3 separate regions of the Sus scrofa genome follow, and regions 1 and 3 are each linked to region 2. A link is a contact called in public Hi-C and HiChIP or PLAC-seq data. All regions are on one chromosome and are shown on one strand. The core of a region is the stretch at or near the end of the contact, and the rest is flanking DNA. Distances in the headings are between cores, read along the strand shown.

Region 1 (3,512 bases), core at 735-3,234, 93 kb after region 2:
ATCGAAGAATAAAAAAAAAAAACACTCCGTATGGAAAATAAGAGAGATTAAAAAGGAAGGTGGACTCAGTTGAAGATAAACCCTCAGGTCCTACATTCCCACAGGCCTCACTGAGCCCTGGGAAATCTCCGCGCTGGTCTCACCCCCCATCCCCCAGGGCACTGCCATCCCCTCTCCTCCGCTCAGACTATTGCAAAAAGCTTATGACTCACCAAAGGCTCAGAGGCTAGCATTTTGAAGCAACAAAATAGTTTTATTTATTTATTTATTTTTGTCTTTTTGCCTTTTCTAGGGCTGCTCCCACGGCATATGGAGGTTCCCAGGCTAGGGGTCCAATCGGAGCTGTAGCCACCGGCCTACACTAGAGCCACAGCAACTCAGGATCCGAGCCACGTCTGTGATCTACACCACAGCTCACAGCAACACCGGATCCTTAAGCCACTGAGCAAGGGCAGGGATCGAACCTGCAACCTTATGGCTCCTAGTGGGAGTCGTTAACCACTGCACCACGACAGGAACTCCAAAATATTTTTAATTAAGGTGTGTACAAAAAAAGAAAAGAAAATACAAGGAAAAAAAAAAAGGGGGTGTTCCCGTTGTGCGCAGTGGTTAACGAATCCGTCTAGGAACCATGAGGTCACGGGTTCGATCCCTGGCCTTGCTCAGTGGGTTAACGATCCAGCGTTGCCGTGAGCTGTGGTGTAGGTTGCAGTCACGGCTCGATCCTGCGTTGCTGTGGCTCTGGCGTAGGCTGGCGGCTACAGCTCCGATTGGACCCCTAGCCTGGAAACCTCCATGTGCTACGGTAGTGGCCCAAGAAATGGCAAAAAGACAAAAAAAAAAAAGAAAAGAAAATATACCTTGGAGTTCCCTGGTGGCACAGTGGGTTAAGAATCCGATGCTGTCACTACTTGGGTCACTGCGGTGGCAAAGGTTCTAGCCCTAGTCCGGGAACTGCATGCCTCAGATGCAGCCAAAATAACCCCAAAGTATATACATTGCTTTTTAGGCATAACACTAACACACGTAATAGACTTCAGCAGAGCATAAGGGTCCTTGCCCTCCCACAGTCTGGGGCCTCTTTGGCAAATGACCTGCTAGATCAATCCCTATGTCAAACAGTTCCTCGAGGAGTTCCCGACGTGGCTCAGCGGAAACGAATCCGACGAGGAACCATGAGGTTGCAGGTTCAATCCCTGGCCTCGCGCAGTGGGTTAAGGATCCGGCATTGCCGTGAGCTGTGGTGTAGGTCACAGACACGGCTTGAATCTGGCATGGCTGTGGCATAGGCCAGTGACTACAGCTCCGATTCGACCCCCAGCCTGGGAACCTCCATGTGCCATGAGTGCAGCCCTAAAAAAGTTCCTTGAGGGGCTGGGAAGGCCAAAACCCTGACAACGCAGGCCCCTGCGTCTGGATCTGCTCTGTACTCGACACTAACACAGGGCAGCAAGCAGCCCTCCCAGAGAGGACCTTCCCTTTATCTCAGCCATTAGAAGCCGTCTTCCTTACAAGGACCTAAATCCCCACCCATGCAGGAATCCCTCCCACATTAGCTGACAGGGATCTGTTTGAACACCTCCAGTGACAGGGAACTCACTACCAGTGAACACTAACTGCTGTGTGAACGCCACATGAGGCCCAGAACCAGCCACATGATTCCGGATCTCCGCCCCACTGGCCACTCCATCTTCCCACAGGAAGCCAGGGACACACACCTCGAGGTTCCCCTGAGTATGGAGACTGCCTCGCCCCGTGATTGCAAACAAGCAGCCCCCCACTAACCCCCAGCGCCCATCCATCCCAGGCAATCCCTCGTTCTGGCAAGGGAACTGATTTTCATCAGTTCTCTTTCAGATTTTCAGAGCATCCTCTTTGTCTCCCCACAGGCCAGGAGGCCATGTGAGACAGAACTGAATCTGGAATGTGTGCGGCTCCCACAGCCTTCTCGAATCACTGCACCGCTGTTTCCTCTTTAACTTGATCCTGAGGCTGCCACGGAAACAGGCCGCACCCAGGGAAACCTGGACCTAGGCCCCCTAATTCAGGCAACTTAGCAGCTGTCACCCCAGCTCCTTTTCAACACCAGGGGTGTGGTGGGGGGAGAGACCGTTTGGGGAGCTCATTCCTTCCTACAGCTGCCAGATTCAGGGCCCTTCCTGCCCCACAGCCCCCAGTCCTACCCCCTCCTCTTGGGCACCACACGCTCGTGTCAATCAATGCAAGAACCTGCAACTCAGCAGGGCAAGAGGAGAGAAGGGACCGAGGCAGGGAATGGCACTAACCCCAGCCCCTGCTCAGGACTCGCAGGGCGAGGGAGGACAAGCAGAACTCCAGAGAGAGGGGGGGAGACAAACGTGCCAAGGACAGCAGCATCCAGCAAAGTACAGAGAAGCAGCTGGATAAAGAAGGGATGGAGGCGTGGGCTCGGGTGGGATGGGGAGAGCCAGAGACAGCAAACTCTGAGGAGAAGGACGGCATGGCCAGCCAGCTCCAAGAGGTGGCTGGAGGATTTGCATGTGCTTTACCTACTGGGCTGAGGCCAGTTCACCAACCGCCAAGGAGGCCAAGGTCACAGGAAGGTCCTCCTTTCCGCTAGACAGCCCTTCGAACGTGTCACAGAGCCAGGCGACTGCTCTGCTGCCAGGGACGCCCCCAAATCGGGGCACAAGCAGCACTGATTGCTCACGACCCACCCTGTGCCGGAAAAGCATAAAGATGGCTCCCAAATAGTCATCAAGCGCACGCAGAAAACAAGAACTGGAAGCCACAGGAGAAGCAAACCACACAAAGGCAGGCACACGAAATGGAGCCACGGGCCAGGCTGACACAAAAGCACACCACCGCACTACATTCCTAAGGCCTCACATGTGTGTAACTTGATCACGTGCCAATTCAGGGTCCTTAAAATAAGAACAAACCAACTGTTCGCGAGAAGTGAAATTGTGTCTGCTACTGAAACGCGACAGGAATTTCTTCTAAGGATCTTCGCAGAGACGACACAGTATGATGATCCCAGAGATCAGAGCGGACTTACGTTTCCCGGGAGGTTTAAGCCCTAAAATAGACCTTAAAACAGGGAGCAGGAGGCCACCGGGAACCAAGAACGCCTAGCCCCTCCCGGAAGAACCCACCCCCAAAGAGGGTCAGCGGCACGTGCTTAGAATGTCCCTCCATGGCCACTCTGCCACAGCACACAGTGGTGACAGAATCAATAGCCTGGCACCATCTATTTGGGGCACAGTATCTACTAAAATAACCCAAACGTCCATTGTTAGGTAACTGGCTAAACAAACTGTGGTATATTCATGTAATGCAATGTTCTTAGCTATAAAAATGAATTGATGGCTGATATACACAAAACCATACATGAATTTCTAAGAATTATATTAAGAGAAGCCACATGTGAAGTTCCCATCATGGCTCAGCGGTTCGAGAGCCTGACTAGCATCCCTGAGGACTCAGGTTCATAGCCTCGCTCAGTGGGTTAAGGATCGGCGTTGCCTGAGCTG
Region 2 (3,332 bases), core at 327-2,826:
GCTCTGGGTCTGGCATTTTCCATGGATTACCTCACTCAAGTCCCACCCATACTTTGAAGAAGAAAAGTTGAACCAACAAATACTCCAGGAAGGATCTGAACTCAGGTGAGTCCCTGACGGCCACCTTCTAAGTCGGTGGCATTTAGGAAGTTCCCATCATGGCTCAGGGGTCACGAGCCGGACTAGTATCCATGAGGACTTGGGTTCAATCCCTGGCCTCACTCAGTGGGTCAAGGATCCAGTGTTGCCACAAGCTGTGGTGTAGGTCGTAGCCGTGGCTCAGATCCCACAGCGTTGCTGTGGCTGTGGTGGAGGCCCGCAGCTGCAGCTCCAATTGGACCCCCAGCCTGGGAACCTCCATGTGCCACAGGCGTGGCCCTAATAAATAAATAAGTAAATAAATAAAAGTCGGTGGCATTCAATTTACTCCAGTTCCGTCTGCTAGTTTCTACTGGGCCCTGGGACGTCCAGGCATCAGAGTCGAGCTCCAAGGCCAGGCAGGAGCAGCCTTGCTCCCCGGGCCCCGCACACATGACCAAGGACTGCTGGAACAGAATACCACCAATTCGGGAGTTTACAACAATAGAGATTTCATCCTCTCATGGCTCTGGAGGGACGGTTCCAAGATCGAGGTGTCAGCAGGCTGTGCAGACTCTGGAGGCGGTTCCTTCCTCGTCTCTCCAGCTCCTGGGACTCCTGATGTTCCTTGGGGTGGGGGCTGCAGGGGTCCAATCTCTGCCTCCATCCTCTGGCCCCTCTTCCTCTTTTTTTTTTTTTTTTTTTTTTTTTTAGGGCCATATCCATGGCATATGGAGGTTCCCGGGCTAGGGGTGGAATCCAAGCTGCAGCTGCCGGCCTCCACCACAGCCACAGCGACACCAGATCCTAAACCCATTGAGCAAGGCCAGGAATCAAACCCATGTCCTCAGGGATACTAGTTGGGTTCTTAACCTGCTGGGCCACAATGGGAGCTCCCTGCCTCACCCTCACAAGGACACCTGTCACTGAAGTTAGGGCCTACCCAGGCAATTCAAGAAGAGCTCACCATCTCAAGCTAATGACATCTACAAAGACCAAAAAAGGTCTTGTTTTCCAAAGACGTTCCCAGGGGTCAGGAGCTAGGGGGACACTACTGAACCCACTACGGAAGGAGGCAGGTTTAGGCTGTCACTGTCACCCTGTTCTTCAGTGGGGACAGGGGTGCAGCGGCAGCTGCTGCAGCCACAAGCCTTGGTCAGGACAGCCAAGAACCAGGGAACAGGGCCAGCAAGCTGGTATCCAGGGCAGCGCACAAACCCAGGGCAGTGCCGGGCAGGGCAGAGATCAGGGAGGCTGGGGGAAGAATGCTGATGCCACAGGCCCCAGCTGCATTGCCAGGACAGCGTAAAACCTCCTTCCTGGGCTGCTTAAGTATCCCGAGAAGGCGGAAGTTTGTGTTAACTGCCTGAGCTGCCGCCAGGCCGCAGGGCCCTGCGGGAGGGACCTCGTTTGACTCAGCGGTCCAGAGCTGGTCTTCCTCCTGCAGCCTTATCAGCTGTGCCTGTGCCCACAGTGCCATCTGCAAGACTGTGGTCCCGCCAGGGCCCAGCCAGGGATGGTGGCCATGGGGGAGGGCCCTGGCTGCCAGGACAGGGACACGGCAGAGAGCTGGCAGCTCTCCTTCCTCCCTGACTCAAAGCGGAGTCAGAGAGGTCTGACCGCAGGCAATTCTGGGCTGCAGTCACATTCAACCCACTGCCACCTGCCCCCAGCAGGGAGGGGAGAGACAGCATGGGCAGAGAAGGGAAATGGCTTGAGACCTGCAAGTCCCAGCAGGGCTCAGGGAAGGGGGTGGGGGCTCTTGGGGATTCTGGAAGAGTCGGCAGGCCCGTGTGAGGCTAAGGCAGTGGGCTCTGCCATGGAACTGCCTGGCTTCAAACCCCAGCTCCACAGCTTGCTGTGCAACCTTAGGCTAGCTACTTAACCTCTCTCGAACGAAGATCTCGTCTCTCTAAACTCAAGCTCAAAACAGGACCTACAACATACAGCTGTTATGAGGACGACATCAAACAAGCCAAGGAAAGCACGTGACACAGGACATGGTACGTGAGCCAGGGCACACCAGCCACACTGGAGGTGAGCCTCACACAAGAGAGGGCAGATGCCCAGCCATCTGCTCAAACATCAGTCTGGATGTTGCTCTGCGGGTAATTTGGAGACGTGCTTCACATGTGAATCGACGGCCTCAGAGTCAAGCCGATCACCCTCCCTGGGGTGGGTGGGCCTCGTCCGATCAGTCGAAGGCCCTCAGAGACAAGGCTGAGGTTCCCCCCTCCCCGACCCAAGGAGGAAGGAATTCTGCCTTCACCCGACAGACTTTCCAGCCTGCTGGCCTCCTCGCCTGTGGATTTCTGACCTTCCAGTCCCCACAACCCCCTCTGTAAATACACATCTGTAAATACACATTCTCGGGAGACTCCGACTGACACACCAGCACTGAGGCACCCAACCCCTGGGCACAGCTGGGAGCGGGGCTCCCTGGCAGGGAGGGCAGGGGAGGGAGGAGAGAAAAGGATGCCGAGCCAGGGAGGCATCCACCCTGCAGGCGCTTCACAGGGACGAGAGTTGGGACGTCACCACCTCAGAGTGGGGCCCAAGGCGCAGAGCAGAAGGACCTCGTTCTGGGTCACCAGCTAGGAACAGAGTCTCTGGACTTGAACCTGGATCTGCCTGACTCACAAACCCAGGGCTTCTCCCATCCATTCAATGAACCCCATGGGGAGGGCAGGGGAAGGAATGTACCCGTCAGGGAAGGGGGTTGGGAGTGTGTGCGGAGAACAGAGAGAGGGTTAGAGAAGCCACAGGAACCCAAGCCAGGCAGATGGGGAGGGGAGGCCCGGCACTGCTTAAAGGGTTGACTGCACTTAAAGATGCCCTGTTTGGCCTCAATGTCAACTCTCCCTGGGTCTCCAGCCTGCCACCTGCTCCGAAGACCTCAGACTTCCCAGCCCTCATAATCATGTGGGCCAATGCCTTAAACTAAATCTCTCTGTGGGCGGGTTGATGGATGGATGGGTGGGTGGGTGGATCTAAATATATAGACGAGTAGAGAAAGATCCAGAGCTACTGGCTTCCATCCTCCATCTGCCCTCCCATCTATGCATCCGTCTACTGTACACGCACCTGCTGGTTCTGTCTCCCTGGGGTCTAACGGAAGGGACAGTGTCCCAGGAGTCACAAGGACAAACATCCCAGAGAGAGACCCAAGCGGGTGGGCTGTGCCGGGAAGAGTGAGCAGACCAGCTGGGTACAGGGCAGAGGGGATGTGAGCCCATTAAGCAGGACAGGCCAGG
Region 3 (3,689 bases), core at 504-3,003, 110 kb before region 2:
ACTTAGTATGCGAATCACTCTGAGCCTCAGTTTCCTCCTTTGTAAAACAGGATTACAGCTCCCTGGAAAAATCATCCTAAGCGCAGAAAGAGGACATGCACGCAAAGCCTGCCAGAGGCATTTCAGGTCAGCTCTAACCCCCTGGCACTGGCCTCCTCAAAGGTGGAATTGAGAAGGGTGATGAGGCCACGTTCTGGCCTGGGGGAGGGGAGCGTGGGGACTGGTGACATCCACCTCGGGAGAGGGCTGGCACGAGTGAGTGTGCACGGACCAAGCTTGGCTCCGCACACGCCTGATGTGTTGGCAAGTGCTCCGTAAACGCTGGTCCTGAAACTTCCGGTCACTGTTCTCTCTGGTTCTGAAACTGCTGCCTCTGGTCATTCGAAGTCCTTGGTCACAGCCACTGCAAGTCCACTCTTGCCCAGCCGCTTATTTTTAGGTATCTCTCTCTCTTTTTTTTCTTTTTAAGCGCTGCACCTGTGGCATATGGAAGTTCCCAGGCTAGGGGTCAAATCCCAGGGTAGGGGCCAGCCTACGCCACAGCCACAGCCACAGCAACCCTGGATCCTTTCACTACTGAGCGAGGCCAGGGATCGAACCCACATTCTCATGGATACTAGTCAGGTTCTTAACCCTCTGAGACATGACTCCCAAAGTCACTGTTCTAATGACAGCAGCTGCTGTGGCTTGGAAGCGCCTTGGAGCTGAGGACATGTCAACAAAGAACATCAGGTCCTTACTCACGCGATGTCCGCAGCCTCGCAGGCCTGCTCTCCATAAATCCCCGAATGGAAACTGCGAGGCAGGAGTGACCATCGATGGCAGGGGTCGACTTCTGGCCTGGCCACCAGGCAGCCTCTCTGGCCTCGTTTCTGGGCACGGTAGGGCCTGGGAATAAGCCTGGCGCTTTGGTCTCCTCTGCCTTGTTCCCGTGAAGGGACCCCGGCAGTGATGACCCCTCCAGCTTCCTTTAAGTGGCACCAGTGGATCCTGGAACCAAGGGAAGCTTCACCAACACCAGCTCTGGCTCCTAAGACAGAGGACTCTTGGAGCCAAGGCGTGTGCTGGCCGCTGCCTGGGAGCCCAGCATCCCCCGGAGCAGCCCCAGAGCCGGTGCCGTGTCCTCCAGGAACGGCACGGGCTCTGCCGAAGATCACGGCTGTTTCTCCAACACACTTGGGAGCGCCTGCATTTGCTTTTAACACCTTCCAACACACGTACCCTACATTCTGTTTGGCATACATGGCACAGAGCTCTCAAACAGTTCTTTCTTCCAGGCTATTTCTCTTGACAAGAGAAATCATTTCTAAGCCAACAGCTGTCCTTTCTCATAACTGTCAAGGGAGGGAGCAGGGAAATCTCTTTTCCGAGAAAAGAGGCGGAAACAACATCAGAAAAGTTCTGCTTTGCCTGTTCGATCTGCGGAACAAGACTGCTTAGCGAGCTGTCCCAGGACCAGGGGAGGCAGACCCTGCTTCCCAAACTCAGAACCCAGGTTGAAACCGGCGGATGGGGCAACAGTGGCAAATACGACTTCCTGAGGTCCCTTCTGGCTTCCAAGCTCTTTCCTGCTTTACTCTGTGTGCTCCTCAAAAGCACCTGGGAAGCAGCGTGATCAGCCCACTTAACACAAGAGGGAACGGAGGCCGAGAGAGAAGGCGCTAGCGAATGGCAGAGGGATGCTGGAGCCCGAGCAGCACCCCTGCCCTGGACCCCACCTTCACACGTGACTCTCCAAGGAACAGGAGCCACCCAGGCCGCGACCTGCCCCGGGTGAGCCAGGCATGCCCCCTGGGCTAGTGGATCAGGCACAGGCATGCATACTCCTAAACAGATGATTTCTGCTAACAAAAGCCTACAAAAAGTAGAAGCCAAGTATTAGAGGAAAAGAGAGGCAGTAATTATTACAGAGCAAGAAAGGCATCCAGAAGCTGTAAGAACAGAAGGCAGACAGCCCGAGAATGCTAGAGACAGAACAACAAACAAAGCACACGTCTGCAAGACGCCGGCACAAAGTCACCAGGTCACGGAGTGCAGAGCAGGGGACCACGGCTCCGGCTCCTGAGCCCTCAACGACAGCCGAGGTTAATGACCGAGGCTGATGGGCAAGGACAGTGTCCCCACGCTGCCGTGCCGTCTCATCAGAAAGTCAAAGTCAGGAAATATTTGGTACTGGGGGAAATTTCTTTTTTCTTTTTTCCTTTTTGTCTTTTTAAGGTCGCACCTGTGGCCCATGGCGGTTCCCAGGCTGGGGGTTGAATTGGAGCTGCAGCTGCCAGCCTCCACCACAGCCACAGCAATTCAGGATCCCAGCCGAGTCTGTGATCCACACCACAGCTTGTGGCAATGCTGGATCCTTAACCAAGTGAGCAAGGCCAGGGATCCAACCATCATCCTCATGGATCCTCATCGCGTTCTTAACCTGCTGAGCCACAGTGGAAACTTCTGGGAAGATGTTTTTTATGTGCAACACTGCACTACCTGATGCCAATCACCTGAGCTGTCCCTCCCTTTCCAAGTCACGTGTCACACAGAATGTAACCATAACAAGTATATTTATATCACATCACAAATGTATAGAAACAAACCAAAATTTTTATACACACATATTAAAAGGTTTTATTTTGAAACAATTTTGGACTTAGAGTGGGAAAGACAGTTCAGAGAGTACCCCGCACAGCCACCTCCAGCCTCCCCACCCCTGACACGGCCACCCCCGGCCTCCCTCTCCAACACGCCCCCCCACGGCCCCCACCAGTCTCGCCTCATGTTAGCCTCTTATACTAACTGTGGTCAGTTATGAAAACGAAGGAGCGAACCTGGACTCCGTGCTACGAACCACACCGGGCCCCTCCCAGACGTCCCCTTTCTGTCCTGGGAGCTCACGTGCTTGGAGCGCTGTGTCCCCTTCGTCTCCTCCTGTCTGGGACAAGGCCTGAGCCTTCCCTTGTCTTTGGCGGCCCTGTCACTTTTGAAGTGTCCTGGTCAGGCATTCTGTAAACTGTCCTTGAATTTGGATATGTCTCTTTTCTCACGAGTGGACTGTGCTTTAGGATGAGGGAAGGACCCCACAGAGGTGACAGGCCCTTCTCTGCATATCACATGGGGTGTGGGGGCAGGAGGCCAGTCTTATTACTCCTGCTGCTAACCGCAGTCATCGGGTGACAGGAGGCCCTGCTGGATCTTCCACTGTCCAGCAACGGTTCTCCCTTTACAGTGAATGAATCTGGGGGGCGGGGGGGTTACTTGGAGGCTGTGCAAGTGCCCTGTTTGTCCTTAAACTTTCACCCACTGATTTCATTTTTTTTTTTGCTTTTTAGAGCCATACCTGAGGCATATGGAGGTTCCCAGGCTCGGTGTTGAATCGGAGCTACAGCTGCCTGCCTACACCACACCAAAGCAATGCAGGATCCGACCACAGCTCACGGCAGCGCTGCATCCTTAACCCACTGAGCGAGGCCAGGGATGGAACCCGCCACCTCATGGTTACTAGTCGGATTTGTTTCTGCTGCACCACAACAGGAACTCCAACCCATTAATTTTAGAATTCACCCATGGATCCTGCCTATAGCAGTTACCACGGCGACGCTCTAATGGTGATTTTCGCTCCCTACTGCTTCCTGCACCTCTAAGCTGGAACTCCTCTCTAAAGAAGAGTTGTCGGGAGTTCCCGTCGTGGCACAGTGGTT

What was found. A called contact is a pair of places that touch in the nucleus more often than the background predicts. HiChIP or PLAC-seq counts read pairs in DNA pulled down with a chosen protein or histone mark.
Region 1: a contact with region 2 is called in a Hi-C map of skeletal muscle, with 2.5 times the contacts expected there. The contact joins two enhancer-like sites. A contact is called at or near these places in 11 of 47 Hi-C or Micro-C datasets (embryonic fibroblasts, fetal heart ventricle, heart right ventricle and 3 more) and 1 of 2 datasets of contacts at active chromatin or transcription factors (skeletal muscle).
Region 3: an H3K27ac HiChIP or PLAC-seq map of skeletal muscle shows a contact between it and region 2. The contact joins two enhancer-like sites. A contact is called at or near these places in 1 of 5 promoter capture datasets (liver), 6 of 47 Hi-C or Micro-C datasets (brain, embryonic fibroblasts, epiblast stem cells and 3 more) and 1 of 2 datasets of contacts at active chromatin or transcription factors (skeletal muscle).

The regions. Positions count from the first base shown.
Region 1 is chr3:38,065,198-38,068,709 of Sscrofa11.1, reverse strand. No RefSeq gene overlaps it. Among named protein-coding and RNA genes, the nearest start is that of SRL, 6.4 kb to the left of the region's middle. Within about 2 kb of position 1,984, at least 4 of the 83 cell types and tissues checked have an H3K27ac peak or open chromatin away from gene starts, as enhancers often do. A contact at or near this core is called in skeletal muscle, where this site is marked.
Region 2 is chr3:38,158,410-38,161,741 of Sscrofa11.1, reverse strand. All of the region lies in intron 2 of ADCY9 (adenylate cyclase type 9), which reads right to left. Among named protein-coding and RNA genes, the nearest start is that of ADCY9, 43 kb to the right of the region's middle. Within about 2 kb of position 1,576, at least 7 of the 83 cell types and tissues checked have an H3K27ac peak or open chromatin away from gene starts, as enhancers often do. A contact at or near this core is called in skeletal muscle, where this site is marked.
Region 3 is chr3:38,269,120-38,272,808 of Sscrofa11.1, reverse strand. The region is part of intron 5 of ADCY9 (adenylate cyclase type 9); the gene reads right to left. Among named protein-coding and RNA genes, the nearest start is that of CREBBP, 120 kb to the left of the region's middle. Within about 2 kb of position 1,753, at least 9 of the 83 cell types and tissues checked have an H3K27ac peak or open chromatin away from gene starts, as enhancers often do. A contact at or near this core is called in skeletal muscle, where this site is marked.